2 separate regions of the Mus musculus genome follow, and region 2 is linked to region 1. The links are chromatin contacts, called in public HiChIP or PLAC-seq maps. All regions are on one chromosome and are shown on one strand. Each heading gives the region's core, a stretch centred on a gene start, on an enhancer-like site or on the middle of the called end of the contact. The rest is flanking DNA. Distances are from core to core; before and after follow the strand shown. Region 1 overlaps Alk (anaplastic lymphoma kinase). Region 2 has its middle 49 kb from the start of Ypel5.

Evidence for each region. HiChIP or PLAC-seq counts read pairs in DNA pulled down with a chosen protein or histone mark.
Region 2: a contact with region 1 is called in an H3K4me3 HiChIP or PLAC-seq map of bone marrow-derived macrophages, with 8 times the contacts expected there. The contact joins two enhancer-like sites. A contact is called at or near these places in 1 of 484 Hi-C or Micro-C datasets (the N1E-115 cell line) and 1 of 115 datasets of contacts at active chromatin or transcription factors (bone marrow-derived macrophages).

Annotation. Positions count from the first base shown.
Region 1 is chr17:72,180,593-72,186,069 of GRCm38.p6, reverse strand. The region is part of intron 4 of Alk (anaplastic lymphoma kinase); the gene reads left to right. Among named protein-coding and RNA genes, the nearest start is that of Gm41613, 54 kb to the right of the region's middle. Within about 2 kb of position 3,394, at least 9 of the 459 cell types and tissues checked have an H3K27ac peak or open chromatin away from gene starts, as enhancers often do. A contact at or near this core is called in bone marrow-derived macrophages, where this site is marked.
Region 2 is chr17:72,785,296-72,790,772 of GRCm38.p6, reverse strand. No RefSeq gene overlaps it. Among named protein-coding and RNA genes, the nearest start is that of Ypel5, 49 kb to the left of the region's middle. Within about 2 kb of position 2,517, at least 36 of the 459 cell types and tissues checked have an H3K27ac peak or open chromatin away from gene starts, as enhancers often do. A contact at or near this core is called in bone marrow-derived macrophages, where this site is marked.

The DNA of each region.
Region 1 (5,477 bases), core at 2,145-4,644:
TCTCCCATAACAGATTCTTCCCTCTCTTTTTCCCCTGCCCCTCTTCCCTTCCTCCAAAGTCCCTCCCACCTTCAACTACCCTTGATTATTTTTGTTCCCCCATCTAAATAGGACTGAAGCATCCACTCTTTGGTCTTCCTTCCTCTTGAGCTTCATGTGGTCCATGAGTTGTATCATGAGTATTCCACAATCTTGGCCCAATACCCCCTTATCAGTGAATACATACCATGTGTGGTCTTTTGTGACTAGGTTACCTTACTCAGCATATTTTCAAGTTCCATTCATTTGCCTACAAATTTCATGAAGTCATTGTTTTTAATAGCTGAGTAGTACTCCATTGTATAACTATATTACATTTTCTGTATCCATTCCTCTGTTGAAGGACATCTGAGTTGTTTCTAGCTTCTGGTTATTATGAATATGGCTGCTATGAACATAGTGGAGAATATGTTCTTGTTACATGTTGGAGCATCTTCTGGGTATATGCCAAGGAGTGGTATAGCTGGGTCCTCAGGTAGTACTATGTCCAATTTTGTGAGGAATCCCCAGACTTATTTCCAGAGTGGTTGCACCAGCTTGCAATCCCACCAGCAATGGAGAAGTGTTCCTTTTTCTCCACATCCTCGCCAGCATCTGATGTCACCTGAGTTTTTGATCTTAGCCATTCTGACTGGTGTGAGGTGGAATCTCAGGGTTGTTTTGATTTGCATTTCCTTGATGACTAAGGATCTTTTCCATTTCTTGATGAGCTTAGTAGATGGAGCCACTCACTGAAGCAAGCCAGGTAAAGGAGACTCAGGTATGGAAAAAAGGACAAAATTCACTTCAGAAGTGCTAAGATTTCCAGAGCTTAGAAGCATCCAAGCAGACATGAATCTGGACTTTGGAGGAAAGATCTACATTGGAAGCAACTGAGGAGTTGTTAGCATGTGGGGTAGCTTTGCAGCCATAGGCACACTCAGGATGCCTATCAAACACACTGACAATGAGTCATGAAGATAACAGAAACTCCAAAGCTCAACATTCCAAGAAGAAATTATTTCTGTAAAGATTATCTATCTGTATATCTGTCTGTCTATCTGTCTGTCCCTATCTGTCCATCCATCTATATCTATATCTATATCTATATCTATATCTATATCTATATCTATATCTAATCTCTCTCTCTCTCTCTCTCTCTCTCTCTCTCTCTCTCTCTCTCTCTCTATCTAAACCTATACCTATACCTATACCTATACCTATATCTATATATCTCTGTCTCTCTGTCTCTGTCTCTGTCTCTGTCTCTGTCTCTCTCTCTCTCTCTCTGTGTGTGTGTGTGTGTGTTCAAAGGCTAAAAAAAGATATTGAATACACTGGAATTGGAGCAATTTGAGGTGCTGGGAACCGACCTGCTGTCTTCTACAAGAACAGTAAACCCTCTTAAGCACTGAGCTCTCTCTTCAGCCCTGAAAATTTCTAAAAGAAAATCCTTGAACATTTGTGTGAACAAAAATTTTCTCTACACTACAAAGATCTTAAAGAACAATGCAAACCATTATTGACCAATAAGTATTTAGCAAAACTTTAAAATATTTTTGTCACAAGATTCTATTTAACATCATTGGCTAGGAATATAGCTTGGCTAGGAGTGTGTTTCTAGCACAAACTAAGGTTCAATCCCCAGTAATGCATCAAACTAAGGTGTATGCCCCACACTCAAAGAAGTATAGACATGGGCTCAGAAGGTCAAGGCTATCTTCAGCTAGACAATGAGTTTGAAGAAAATAAAAATTTTAAATTAAAGAAATAAAACATGAAAACCCAAACCTCAAAAGGGAAGAAAGCTTTGCTATATATAATAAATTTCTTTTATCCACTGAATAAAGAAATAGGAAGTGATTTCTTTTTCTTTCTTTCTTTCTTTCTTTCTTTCTTTCTTTCTTTCTTTCTTTCTTTCTTTCTTTCCTTCCTCCCTCCCTCCCTCCCTCCCTCCCTCTCTCCCTCCCTCCCTCCCTCTCCTCCCTCCCTTCTTTCTTTCTTTCTTTTTTTCTGAGACAGGGTTTCTCTGTATAACCCTGGCTGTCCTGGAACTCACTCCGTAGAGCAGACTGGCCTCGAACTCAGAAATCCTCCCTCTGCCTCTGCCTCTGCCTCCCGAGTGCTAGGATTAAAGGCGTGTGCCACCACGCCCGGCAGAAAGCTATTTCTTATAGATTCTGTATGAAGGAAGATAGGCAAATGGCCATGGAGTCCAGAAAGATGCTGGAGACATGGCTTAAATTAGGAAGACAGATCACATTGCAGACTGTATTCTATGCTGGCATGGATATGAAGAACTAAAACTCTCATTACCGCCACTTCAAGCAGAAGATAGTGTCACCATTTTGGAAAACACTTTGAATATCTCTTTTAAAACTACCAGTGGAACCAGCCAGCTAGTCCACTGCTGTGTGTTTATGGGAGAAAATAAAAAGTGAATGTTCACACAAACCTATACCTTAAAATATATAGCAGCTTTATTCACAAGAGTTAAGAACTGGAAATGACTGAGTGGTCCCTCTATAGGCAAGTAGATAAGGGAGCTTTAGTTTGTGTGACTATAGAGCCCTGTCTGAAAATAACAAGGCATGATTTAATGAGCGTTCCTCCAAGGTTGATGACCTGAGTTTAGTCCCTGGGATTCACAGGATAGAGAGAACCACTTACCCTAATTTTGATGACCTTCATGCATGAGCTGTAGCATGCATCTCCCTACAGACATAGCTGCACACATGCACATAAAATAAGGAAAAATACATTGCTTACTGAATATATGACATAGATTAGTCTACAAGTCATTAGACAAGAAAAAGAAACCTCTTAATGTGTGCTTCAATTTATATAGAATGCCAGAAACTGCAAACTGAACTGGCATACGAAACTCACAGAAATCTGGACAGGAGATCTTCAGAAAATAGGGAAGGAAGCGTGACTGGGAAGAGACAAGAGAGCCTTTGCATTACACAGCAGGAAACCTGCACATAATGGAAGGGTTCTGTATTTTGAATGCATTTTGTGGTTTCCTACTGTAAAAGACCAGTGTAAATTATCAAATTATGCACTTTTTCCTTTAAACAAAAAAATTACTAGCGTATATTAATTGTACAAAATAATTGGGTTTCGTTATGATATTATAATTTGTGCACATAATGAGCTTTGATTACAATTATCCTCCCATGGCCTTGTCTTCTGCCCTCCTCTGTCTCCTGCTGGTCCCTTCTTCCCATCATGTTCTGCACTTTAAATGTACTGCACTAGTTGCAGATAAATTATGCTGTTCACTAAGAAGATTTTAAAAGCACTCTGAATGCAGTGGGAAGACCTAAGAGCCAAAAGGGAACTCAGAAGATGCACAGGAAGTCTGGTGGGTGGGGTGGGTTTTAAGATGCACAGGAAGTCTGGTGGGTGGGGTGGGTTTTAAGATGCACAGGAAGTCTGGTGTGTGGGGTGGGTTTTAAGAGTTTAAGGATGAGGATCTGATAAGGAGTAAGGTAACCGCTAGAGTACACAGAGGTCAGATTCCCCCCCCCAACTCGCTCAAACCCCCACTCTCCAGCCCTCCATACCCTACTCCCTGGCCTTCAGTCTGACCTGTGTGGCTCAGGCACAGCTAGACAAGGTAGAGCTGGGAATTTTAGGTCCCTGCTTCACGAGTCATGTCCCTCAGAAAGACTTCCAGGAACATGACAGCATACTCCATGTTCAACTCTTTAGAACTAAAGCAGCTGGAGAGATGATTCAGTATTAAGGGTACTTGTTCTTCCAGAGAACCTGAGTTTGGTTCCCAGAACCTACTCATAGGAGGTTCACAACGGACTAACTGTAACTCTGGTTCTAGGAGATCCCATGTCCTCTTCTGTGTGCATAGTGAGACCCTGTCCCAAACAAACAAACAAAAACAAAACCGATATAGATGACAAAATAGCCCCACTGTGTGGAAGGGTCTAGCCTACATTGTCAGTTTCTCTGTTAACTTCCAGGGCTGTCTTTATTTAAAACTTGAGTAAGGATTTCTGGTTTCCCCGAGACAATGTGCTTGTCACTGCTATCTAGTGAGCTTTCTGTATGAGCTAAACATGTTACAAACACCATGCATATTGAATGCTTGGAAAATTCCATGAAATATCATTAACACTTAGATCTAGGGAATAAAACTAAGACTTGAGGAAATAAGACAGTTCTCCAAAGCAGTAGAACAGGGTTTTGAACTCAGCTCCTTTGATCACTAAGGCCTATTTATAAGCGTTGCAGAAAGAACCTCTTCCTGTTTGCAGCTATATGTTATACTTAATCTTTGTGCGCTATTGCAAACTGGTGTACGGTGAAGCACACTGCAGATGCTAAACAAATATTGATTCACTCATTGATTGATTCCCTTAACTAAAATTTTGTGCTTTAAAATACCAATCACCTGCCACCGGGGACTTTTAAGGGGCTTTAAAAAATATCAGTTACTAAGGACATTTCATCCTTGCCAGATCGGAAGGGATTAACGGGAGCCTTAAGCTTCCCTTGGTGCCCAAATGGGAAAAGAGGGGATGCCTTGGCTTCCTCGTCTCCACTCACCTAGCTGTCCTGCCTCAGCATCTGGGACCCCTTCCTCTTCCCTGTAAGAGGAGCTATAAGAATGTGAGGACATTCTGGACAATTTCACCTGTCACCTTGCTCCAGACACAGTGTGTCACCTTCCATCACAGCCATGACCCACAAAGGGTCCCCTGGGGCAGGGAATAGAGCCTGAAACCGCTGTTCAGTCTTTCTCCTTATTAGGATAAGGCAGGTCTCAGGTCTGATCCATAGAATGATGGCAAATGCTACCCAGAAATACCAACACCACTGCACCGTCTGGCTAGATGTTGTCTTTAAGAAACCTCTGTGTGACCCTACCTCTGTGCTTCTGGCACTTTAAGTCCCCAAAGTCTTCATTGTAAGCGTGTGTGCCTAAAAGTCCTTTTGAGCTGTTGTGAAATAACATCCTACCATGCATAAATGAGAACAAAGGAAGAGAAACACACGTACTAAGAAATCCAACTTCCAGTTTACATGTTCTTGATTTTTTTGCATAATTTGGGGTGAATCACTGCCTTTAGACAAACAGGAGGAGAGAGGGATTAAGATTCATTCATGAATCAAGGCCGTCAAGGGTTTCCAAGAAACCAAGACTGAAATACTTATGTGGAAGAGAAAAAAAACAAAATGCTCTTTCCTCCCGGATTTCAGACTTTATATTCATTAAAAATCACGAGGGTAGGAGAGGCAGGATGCAATTGTACAAGTGAGTACAAAGAGCTTTCACGGATCTAATTTAGTCTTAAAACAGCCTCCGCCATGCTTGAGGGAGCCTTGTTCTCCTTAAGCCTTTCTACCTTGACTGGATTATTTTTTTTCCTTTTAAATAAGCTTCTTTTAATGTAAAAAAAAAAGTGGGACTGTGTGAGAGATGTTCCCACAGAAGA
Region 2 (5,477 bases), core at 1,268-3,767, 610 kb before region 1:
ACTGCCCTCTAAATTCACATTTTTATACCCATAGAGTAGTACCCCTTTCTTTTCTTTTCTTTCTTTCTTTCTTTTTTTTTGTAAAACAGATCCTTTTTTTGTTGTTGTTGTTGTTTTTTGTTTTGTTTTCTGGAAGAATTTTTAGTGTTTCAGTAACCAAACCCATTGAAGTTTCTTTAGTGAATGTAGTCACTAAAGGCCGCGGCAGAAAGATTGTGAGTTCCAGGCCAACCTGGGCTCCATATAGCAAGACTTCTCAAAGAGAGAGTTGGGTGGGACTCTGCTTTGTCTTTGTGTACAGCTGTCTAGTTGCTCCAGTAGCATCTATTGCAGTAGTCTGCCTTCTTTTGTTATACTCGTAGTTACAAATCAGTTGCCTGTGTATGGGACAAACTTGTTCTACCTCTTCATTCTGCTCCTCAGATCTGTCTTCTACCTATCTGTCTTGTCACCAATACCACACTGTATTAATTACTCTAGCTTTATATTAAGCTTCCAAATAAAGTAGTATGGGTCTTTCAAAACTGTCTTAGTTTATTGGGTTTCTATTGTCTTTCTATATACATTTTAAAATCGGCTTATTAGTTTCTAATTTTATATAATATATATTTCTAATTTAATAAAGTCTACTAGGTTTTTTTATATTCTTGAATCTACAAATCAGTTTGGGAATAGCCCACATGTAAACCATAATGAATTCTCTAATCCTTTAAACCCACTTTCAAAGAATTATTTAGGGGATCAGTTGGTGGAGTGCTTGTCTAGTGTGCACAAAGATCTGAGTTTAATCCCAAGTCCTACATAGAATTAAACCTAGTGGCACACGGCTGTAATCCCAGTGCTTAGGAGGATAAGGTGGCATGATCAGATGGGGCAGACGAGAAGAGTCGGAGGTTAAGGGCATGTGCTACATTCAGACCTACATTCAGTTCCCAGCACACACATTGGGTGGCTCACTGTTGGATGAGTCAAAGTTGCCTATTACTTCAACCCCAGGGAATTTGATGCTTCTGGTCTCTATGGTACCTGTCCTCACACAAACATACCCTTACCACTTGCATGGGCACATAATTAACAATAATACAAATTAGAAAGCCAGTTCAAGGTCATTCTCCACTACACACAGAGTTCGAGTCTAGCCTGAGCTCTAGGACATCTATTTCAAAAAAACCCCAATCATTTAAAAATAATTAAAAAATTAGCATAATCTGCCAAAATATGTGGAATCACTGATGGTGTGAACTTCAAAAGAGTCAAGGGGATTCAGAGAGGATATAATTTATTTAAAAGACTTGCTAGTCATTTTAAAAAAGGTCAGTGTATATACAAATTATTTATAATGGAGCTGGAGAGATAACTTGCTCTTAGCAGTGGTTAAGAGCATGTCCTTGCAGAGGACCCAGTTCTCAGCACCCACATTACACAGTTCATATCCACTTGCAATGCCAGCTCCAGGGGATCCTATACCCTCTTTTGGACTTCTTCACATATGTTCACACATACTTAAAAAAATAAAATAAATGCTAAAAACAAGGAAATTATTAATAATGTATATATTTGTTACCTAGGTTTCTGAAAGCAACAAACAAAATAGGATTTTCTCTCAAAGTGTTAGAAGGGCAAGAGGCAGCGGTGGGTACCTGGAACCATGGTGGTACCTGGCGGGCCCATGCCAAGGTGCCCCTGGAGAAATCACACCATGCAACAGACCTGGTACAAAAGGGGGTTTATAAAAGGGGAAGGGAAGGGAATGAGGGCCTGGAGAAGGGGTAAAGGCAGACAGACAGGAGCCATGAGGACAGAGAAGGGAGGGACAGAGAAGGACCAAAAGAAGGACAGAAAGGAGAAGAGAGAGAGAGACCGGCTGAGAACACATGGGCACAGAGAATGCTTCCGGGGTGGAAGGGTAGTCCTTTTATACACCACCACCCAGGCCTGGTGCCTTTCCTAGGTTTCTGGGAGGAGCCTAGTGGGATCACCTGTAAGCCTACACTCAGGAGCCATCAAAGCTGAGGGAGCAAAGACAGGAGAGGTTGGAGTCATGAAGGCTTTTCACCTTGGAGGAAGGCTGCGTAGTTTGTTCCATCCAACACTGGTATATCTAAGCTCCCAGGAATGATTTGGGATCTGACCTCTGAGAAAGGGCCCAGCGCAGTGATTCTTGACCTCCCTAATGCTGTGACCCTTTAATACACTTCCTCATCATTGTGACCCCCATCATCATTTTCGTTGTTACTTTATAATTTTGATACTATTATGAATCATAATGGAAATATCTGATATGCAGAATATCTGACAAGAAAAAGTCATTTAATTTCCCAAAGGGTTTGTGACCCATTAGGTCCACTGGCCTCGCTGGTTGTGATGAGCTCTTGAGGGTATGTGATGAGACTTGTCTGGTTAGAGCCAATAATTGGGGCCCTGAATCCAGTTGCTGGCATGGGAAAGAACTGGGGGTAAATGAGTGAGGAAGCATTGCTAAAGGCAAGCTCTAAGAAAGAGGAAGGAAGCTGGAAGCCACAGAAGATGTTCCCTTCTTCTGTCTCCATCCATTCTATTCTTAGTACCTCCTATTTATTGAGAGGGCCTGCCTGGTAGCCTGCTGGCAAGTTAGAAATAAGGTGTGGAAAGAGTCAGTCACAGTATCACAAAGTAAAGTGTACATGACTTAGCTTAATAACTGGAATGAGCAGGTACTGGTGTATTTATAGCACAAAACAGATGATTTCACAGCACTCGAAATGCTGACATCAGTATTAAATAAACGCGGATCTTATATAACCTTCTCAAAATAGAAACAACTCAAAGCAGAGAACACACGTGAGAAAATGAAGGATGCAATTCAGCAAACATAGAACAGCATGCAGATCACGAAAGATAATGTGGCAGAAATACAGACCTGCTGGGCATGTGGTGGCTGTAGACAGTCAAATTAGATTTCACAAACACCCTTTTCTCTCCACAGGCTCTTACCCAAAGTATCCATTTCCTTTTAAAGCAATTATCACCAAAGAGGGCCAGGGAAACATCTCAGTGAGACCGTGTTTGCCTAGCTAGCATGCACAAAGCCTTGTTTTCAACCCTTAGTGTCAACAGAAGAGCAGCATCAGAGCCAGACCTGATGCTGCATTCTTCTAATCTCAGCACTTGGAAGCTAAGGTAGATGGGTTGCTATAAGTTTGAGGCCAGCCTGGACAACATAGTATCAGGCTAGATTGGCTACTCAGCAAAATCCTGCTCACTACTCAAAACCTTCATGAGGTTGGGAGAAGGTAGGGGTGGATATAGGAGGAGTTGGGGGAAAATGAGAGTGCATGTGTATATGACCAAAATATAGTGTGCATATGTATTCAATTCTCAAAGCAATAACAAATATATTATCCTAAGAAACTTTCATGAATACATAGAGAAAAGTATAGAGTTTTCATAGTATTTTGGCAGCAAATTCTCAAACCTTCTAAGGTTTATGTAAAACATTTGGTTCATTTAGATATTTCTGTGTTCTTTGAAATAAGATCTACTTATTCTTGGAGAATTTTATACATGTATATAATGCATTTTGATCATATGTACCTCTTTGTCCCTGTCCTCCTTCATAACCCATTGTATCTAGTCAGTGCTGTATGCATGTGCGTGGGTCCTCTACCAGAGACCCCACTTCTGCAGAGAACTGATTCCTCCTCCCATAGTAGCCATCAGCTGTCAGTGGCCCCTCAGCTCCTGGTGGATCCTTCAGAGCTCCTCCTCCATCTGTGTTGGCACGTTGATCTGTGCAAGGAGCCATAGTAGTATGTTCATGGATGCAACAGCCTTGTTGTGTCCAGAAGGCACCATTTCTAAGCAGTCTACACTATACTCTGCCCCATGCTGTCTTTTCACCCACTTCTGTGACATTACCTTAGTCTTGGGGTAAGGGTAAGCATTCTTACTAGTTGTGATTGGGGGAATCCAATTCTTATCTTCCTTTAAGAAGGGCAGATACAGTGTCTAAATAATGATGGGCATTGTGTAAATAATGGGGGTTCACATACATGGTTGCAGTAATTGCTGAAAATCATCTCCGGGAACATGATGTAGGCTCTAGGGAGCCTGGGCAGCGGAACGAGCACAGAATTGGTAGCATTCATACTTCCTTTGTATGCCCTCTACGGTGCTTGCCTAGGTTTTGTTCGAATGAGCAACATTGTGTTTGGAAAGTTGTAGAGCTAATTTGAGACTCGGAATGAACTCTCTTGCCAATTATGAATTATTGTTATTATTTTACTTCACTTAGATGGTTGAGCTAGTAAAATACTCATAGACTCAATCCATTTTGAAATTCAAAATGAAGAAAAAGGGGAAAGATAGTTGTTTGAGTCTCCGTGAAAGCTGCCCCTTTTGGTTCTTGTGGATGGCTCTAGCAGGCTCTCACCTGAAAACCTGAGATTCGTTTACAGGAGCCTGCGCTTTGATGCTTATCTCTCTTTAGACAACACAGTCTCTATTGAGATCCTCAGCACATTCATTGCAATTTTCTTCTGATCCTCGCCCCCCCACCCTTCCCGGCTCTCAGGCCACTTTCAGCAACTATCTTGAGAGGAGAATGCAGAGTTGGGTGTCTGACTCACAGCCTCATGCTGACCTCTTTAACAACTAGATTCAGCAACTAAGCAGGGCTCCTAGGGCTCCCAGAGAGTGAAGCGACAGTCAGGGAGTCTGTATGGGCCTGAGGCAGGTCCTCTGCATGTATGTTACAGTTGTGTAGCTTGGTGTTCTTATGGGACTCCTAAGAGTGGGAGTGAGTGTGCCTCAGATTCTTATACCTGCTTTTGGGAACTTTTTCCTCCTCATCCAGCCGTGATAACGAGAGTATGTGCCTAGTCTGATTGTAACTTGTTATACTGAGTTTGGCTCACACTCCTGGGAGGTCTGCTCTTTTCTGAAGGGAACTGGAGGAGGGAAGGCATCTGGGGGAGAGGGGAGGTGTGGGGAGCGCCTGGGAGGAGAGGAGGGAGGGAAACTGTGGATGGGATGTAATCTACAAAAGAAAAGAATAAGTTAAAAAATGAAACAGAACTCGATTCAAGTTTTTCATGTATTGATAAGTGTTTGAAAACATCTTTTATGAATTTGTGTGTGTGCGCGTGTGCATGTGACAAATCTGCATGTATATGTGTGTGCTGCAGCACTTGGGGGGCAGAGGTCAACTTTCAGGATTCAGTTCTCATCTTTCATCTCGTTGATGTAGGATCTCGTCTCTCTCATTGATGTAGGGTCTCTCTCATTTATGTAGGGTCTCTCTTATCTTGGCTCTTGTGCTTTATGCTCCAGGCCAGCTGGTGGTGAATTTCCAGGCAGTTCTCCTATTTCTGCTTCCTCTCTGGAGGAGTGTGACACTGTATGAGGTTCTTTATGTGGGTTCTGTGAACCGAACTCAGACGACAGGTTTGTGTAGTTAGGCCTTTTACCGGCTGAATTATATTCCAGGCCCTGAAATT